2 separate regions of the Canis lupus genome follow, and region 1 is linked to region 2. Evidence: chromatin contacts called from public Hi-C data. All regions are on one chromosome and are shown on one strand. The core of a region is the stretch at or near the end of the contact, and the rest is flanking DNA. Distances in the headings are between cores, read along the strand shown.

Region 1 (2,889 bases), core at 112-2,611, 130 kb before region 2:
CCCAGAGCAGGTGCTCCTGTTAGAATTCAGTTGGTGAGGTTAAGGACCAGTAATGGACTCACTTGTTATTTTCTGGGGGTTTATCTTTTTCATGATGATCCCGTATCTGGTAAGCATTTAATTATATCAACTTTATAGTCATATTCAGAATAACATTTCAATAGGGCATGTCCCATTGAAATTAATTTCATCTCGATTTAGTTGTTTTGGTGGCATGACTCTGGCCTGTAATTGAAGACAACGGTCCCTGCTAAGTCATGGTGTTGGGCAATAATATTTGTTGGGCAAAGCAAGTCGCTGCTTTCCAAGGTTATCATGTGTAATTCCTTTTCCCAGTTCAAGAACATATCTTGTTTTAAACAACTTTTTGAAAGGCAGCCAAAGAAAAGGTTGGCTCAGATATGCCCTTACCAGCCCTGTTTATGGGATACAGTGTTCCACTTCTTGGAGGAAGATGATAAAGCAAAGCTGGCTTGGGGAGGTGTGTAGGAATATGTGTTCATGTATTTCAATTCCATGTGTAAGAGTAAAGCCCAAAGGGAAAGAATAAAAGGACTGTTGATGACTATCTCATATTCAGTTACAGGTACTGAGGTAAGAGTGAAGTTCTAAGAGTCGTTAGTGAGAAGTGTACATTCGCAAGAGCCATCGAACAGAAGACCAAGTGGCATTACTTCTGGTGGATTGAAGCTGCAGCAAGAACGGGAAAACCAGTTTGAAGAAGATTTGGAGGACTTCTGCTTTCTTTCCTGTCCATTCTTATCAAATATGCAGGCAAACAATATGATTTTCTTTGAAAGCCAGTTTCTCAGGGGAGGCAGAATTGTTTTTATGATTCAGCTGATCTCCTACTAACTTCAGGGCACTCACCTCAAAGAAAAAAAACAAAAAACCAAAACAAAACAAAACAAAAAAACACCAAAAAAACGGGAAGCCGAGCTCCCTGAAAAAATGAGGAACTCCCTGAAACAACTAGGAACTTCCCAGAAAGCGGTGCAGTCAGCCTTGTGTTGGAAACAAACAGAAAACAAATCCGAAGGCTGCGGAAACCTGTTTGTTAAGCAGGGAGGGGAAATGCCCTTAGCCAGACAGTCTAAACACAGGAATGCTGGGCTGGAGATCAGATCCACAATCGGAAGGGGAGAAGAGGCTGATAAGGCTGCAAAGAAAGCAGCGTCAGTCACCAAAATTGGTTTCAGGGGTAAAGTGAGGAGGGCCAGGATGTTTGTGATACGATCACATTGTGCCGCTAAATCCTGGCATATACCGCGGGAGCTGTGAGTAAGAGACACTGTTCCAAGCACCCGGCTTGTGTGGCTCTGGAGCCTACCCAGGTGTGCAGAGGTGTGCAGAGGTGTGCAAGGAGACCCATCCCATTTGCTGTGAGGGAGTCTTCCTCATTCTCAGCGGGGCGCCCCGGGTCAATGCCAACCTGTTAGAGGTCTCACTGGGGTTACGGATGATCCAGTCATGGGCTCAAGACATGCAAGGCTCATTGGAGGGGAGATCACTTTTGGTGACATGGGAACTTTCTATGGCATTACTTAGCCCTTCATCAAATGTAGGTGGACTTCAGTTAGCTCCAGGATGGGATGTTTTCATGCCTCTTTTTCTCCTTTCAGTTTCTTGGAAGGGTCATCTTTGTGGGGTAGATGACAACGCTGAACATGTCCTGGGCGTTTATGAGTTTCTAGGATTCCGGCTTATGGCCCCATAATGACGAGAGGTGAAACTTGGAGAGTCCCCAGATGTGCCTGAGGCAGTCGTGCGAGCCAGCCCCATCACCCTGCCCGGCTGAACGTTTGGGACTCGCTTTGTCACTTCTGATTCTGCCCACTGAGGGCACGGAAGCGAAAAACCACCTGCTGGGGATTTGGACAAGGCTAAAATGCATTTCAAGGTGTCCCGAAGCTTGTTTTTGGAGACTCTGAGCGTAGTGCTGCTGACGGGGAGGCATTCAGGTGTCCACATGTGGAAGCCGAGTATTGCTGCTGAGTGGGAATTGTCAGTAAGTGCAAACCAGTGGCAGGCTACCTTAGCCTTTTTGCTTGTTCAACATTAATCTCAGGACTACGTTTATAGGCTGATTCCAGATGTGGTTGACTCCAGGGCTGAGTTTTCGGAGGTGACAGGTGGTGTGTTTACTTCAACATAAAGAAGGTCAAATTGTATTATAGATCGCAGGGCAAATGTCTGCCTGTCCCCTGGGAGTGCCTGACGGATCATTTGGCTGCAATCTGGCCCAGAAGCTGGAGGAGAGAGTGCTCCCTCCTGGGAGGAGTGAAGAGATGTTGTTCTCAATGGCTTCGATAGAGGTCGCAGCTTGAAAGGAAAGTGCTAAGTGAGGGAAGTGAAATACGAGCTTTTAACTTGGTGTCCCCCGGGGTCATTCCTCTCCGTGCCCCACTCTGAGCTGCTGGCTGGCTCTTGGTGGTGTTATTCTGCAGCCATGGTATTTGGTGAGCTCTGTTTTTAGGAACACTTAATTGGTTTGACCTGCCCCACTGCTTCTTACATGAAGGGGAGCATTCCAGGAATAGAGCTTGAGTCTCCTGCCTCTCAAACTTGGGAAATGTACAGACCTCTTTAAAGGGACAACAATGTCTTCGTGCATTCCTGGTGTTGACTTACATCCTTTTTATTATTGTATTCTATATGTGCATCAAGTTGGACATATATTCCCGATGCCTACAAAACAAATACTGTTCAAAATAACCACATCAATCAAATAGAGTGGATGGTGTCGTTTTGCTCAGTCCAAATCCCTTGTTCATGGTAGAAGCACAAACTTGAGATCCAGTCCTGTGGTTAATTTGTATTTGTAACTTCGGCGATGCTAGTGCTCAGATTTTTTGTACATGCAAGTGAATCGTAGGAAAAAAAATTAGT
Region 2 (2,785 bases), core at 2-2,501:
GGCTTTAAGTTGGAGATGCTGAAATGGAAGGAAAGGAGTATACCACTAGCTTTCTTTCTGCAAGTGAAATATCATTTATATAAATATTCTAACTCTTTCCTAACTTATTTCTTTATTAGATTGGCATGCATATCCAATGACTAGTCCTCTTGAAAGACGGCGAGGAAGAATGTTACTAAAATTATAAATATCTACTTTTCATTGATAAAGCTCTTCCAGAGTTGGCAGTATAAATTTGCTTTGCAGTGAGAATTCCCCCAAATCAAACATTTAAAAATTCCGGGCATCAAATTCAGCTCTGAATCTCTCGAAAATAGTGTGTAAAGGGTGGATCTGTCTGACTAGATTGTGGAATTAAGGTACCATGTACTTAACCATTTCTTCAGGCCATTTTAGGTCCCATTTTCTATCCAAGAAAACTGAGAATGTATCTTTTTTTTTTTCCTATGTTGTAGCATAAAATTGCTTCTCTAGTTTTGATTTCCTTGATTATTTCAACAAGATGGTTAAAATAAAACAAATCTTCAAAAAGAACATAAAGATGAGCCTTTCCTGCTGTTTATAGCCCCAAAGCATGCATTAAACACTTACCGTATACCCAGCATGCTGAAGGGTGCCATGTGGAACAAAAAGAAAAGCCCCAACAGGTGCTCACTGCAAAATTTCTGAGTGAGGGAAGAGAGGACTGGAGCTGAGGAGAGGGGAAAACTGCTCATCATCATCTGAAGGCTCTAATCCCTTAAAGCACAATCAGGGAGAAATGCTCAGAAGGTCAGCTCTCCTCAGTATTTTAGAGATGGAGTAGCAGGGGTGAAAGGATAAAGTTGAGGTGGCAGACAAGTTTGTGATAGACTGACTGACTTTAATTCTCTACAGTAGTGGGTTTGAGAGCAATAAAGCAAAGGGCAGCTGCTGCTGCCTTTTTGTTTTTAATGTTAGCTTATGAGCCACTTTCACGGCAAAATCCTCATCCTTTTCGTCTTTTCTAATTCTTCCTGGTATTCCCCCTAAAGGCAGCAGGTAAATGCTGGGGTCTAGCCCTTAAAGAGGCTGATATTCTCCAGACACGTCCATAGACACTTGTAAGTTGAGAGCAGAATCCTCTGCCAGACACATTTTCCTTGTCAAATCATGCCTGTCCCACCTCGCTGACACTGATAGTCCTGGGAGCCAGTTCTGATGCCAACCTGTATTGAACTCCTAGATGTGAATACACTCTTTTGAAGGGCAGCTTGGGCTAAAACTTGACCTCTCAGAGCTTTGGGAGGTGGGCAGGGGAGCAGAGTGTTGTTGGGGAAAGAGAGATTTCCTGGTTGTTGCTCCAGGGAGTCTGTTTACTTGCCTTCAAGGGTCACAGCCATCTGAATGGGCTTCTCTGGCTCTGCTCTTGGGTTTGGTTTCAGAGGACTTGGTCCTGTGGAATTCGGCTCCCCAACGCCCTCCCCTTACTCTGTTAGATATGGGACTTTTATCCCACAGTACAGTTCAAGATTTCCCCAGGAACACAGCCGCTTGCTTGCAAGAACAGCAGTTGGAAAGGCTGTTTTAAGTGGAGTTTACTGTTGTTGTATAAACCTTCATTTAAAATTGACTATAAAATGTTTCTGAACCTGCCAAACACGCATTAAAATATTTTGCTCCATTTATGCCTATGTGTAACATTTGGTTTCTAAAGAGCTTTAATCAAGTAATCTTCAAGTAGGAAGTTATTCATCTTTATTGCCAGTCGGTTCTCAGTGGTGGTCGTGGCAACAATCTTTTTATTGCTTCTGTGTTTAGTTGTTCTTTGACATGATAGAAGTCAGCTGCAGTTCAATGAGCTCACTATTTGTGCAACTTAATTGCTTGCTTCCTTCAATACATACTCAATTTTTCCTTTTATGAGCAGGGCTGTTGGAAAAATTAAGCTTAAGGATATAGCCATCCACTGTTAATTAACCTCCTTCCCAAACACATTAGTAAAATAGGTCAAATAACTGCTGAGTGCTAAGTGTACTGTTCCTAAGGTCCTCCTCAGCTGAGAAGTGAATCCTGCACTAAGTGAACAAATGTTGGAGCTTTGAGCATTTTCTGGAAATGGTGATGACATAAGAATAATGCTTTGTAACACAGCATTCCCTGCTGCATCTTCTCTTCGAAGTTGATATATTGTTTGACTTTGTCTGGCTCTACCATGGGTTTAGTTTGTTTTATGTTATATCAACTTTAAAAGAAATAAAAGCCTGCTTCTCCTTTTCTTTTTTTCTTTCTAGGTACTGTTTGCTTTCAAAGGAGGATCCTAAGCTTCCCTTTTTGACCACTGCTGTTTTTTTTGACTCACAATTCCTAGAATAATCTGAATATCGTGAGGATGTATACATGTTTGTGATAAGTATGAAAATATGCTCAGTGAGGGAAATTCTTTATTAAAATAGATTTATATAGAGCTCTTATAATGTCTTTTTAGGGTTATATTCAGATGGAAAATCACTTTAATTGCAGTGGTGAAGGGCTTATTGGAGTTTTGCCAACCTGGCAGAAAATATTTTGAAGTTTATAGACTTAGAAAGAAAAAAACAAGAAAATGTGATAGTTCCTAAATTTGGTAGAAGACAGGAAAATGTTAGGGTCCAGTTTATTCTTTTAAAAAGAACAAAGCAGGGATCCCTGGGTGGCGCAGCGGTTTAGCGCCTGCCTTTGGCCCAGGGCACGATCCTGGAGACCCGGGATCGAATCCCACGTCGGGCTCCCGGTGCATGGAGCCTGCTTCTGTCTCTGCCTGTGTCTCTGCCTCTCTCTCTCTCTC

The links. A called contact is a pair of places that touch in the nucleus more often than the background predicts.
Region 1: a contact with region 2 is called in a Hi-C map of skin fibroblasts, with 2.9 times the contacts expected there. The contact joins two enhancer-like sites. A contact is called at or near these places in 3 of 9 Hi-C or Micro-C datasets (amygdala, blood and skin fibroblasts).

What each region holds. Positions count from the first base shown.
Region 1 is chr8:30,608,748-30,611,636 of UU_Cfam_GSD_1.0, reverse strand. The region is part of intron 2 of LOC119876491 (a long non-coding RNA gene); the gene reads left to right. Among named protein-coding and RNA genes, the nearest start is that of CDKN3, 38 kb to the left of the region's middle. Within about 2 kb of position 1,361, at least 5 of the 20 cell types and tissues checked have an H3K27ac peak or open chromatin away from gene starts, as enhancers often do.
Region 2 is chr8:30,473,802-30,476,586 of UU_Cfam_GSD_1.0, reverse strand. The region is part of intron 10 of LOC119876491 (a long non-coding RNA gene); the gene reads left to right. Among named protein-coding and RNA genes, the nearest start is that of BMP4, 170 kb to the right of the region's middle. Within about 2 kb of position 1,251, at least 2 of the 20 cell types and tissues checked have an H3K27ac peak or open chromatin away from gene starts, as enhancers often do.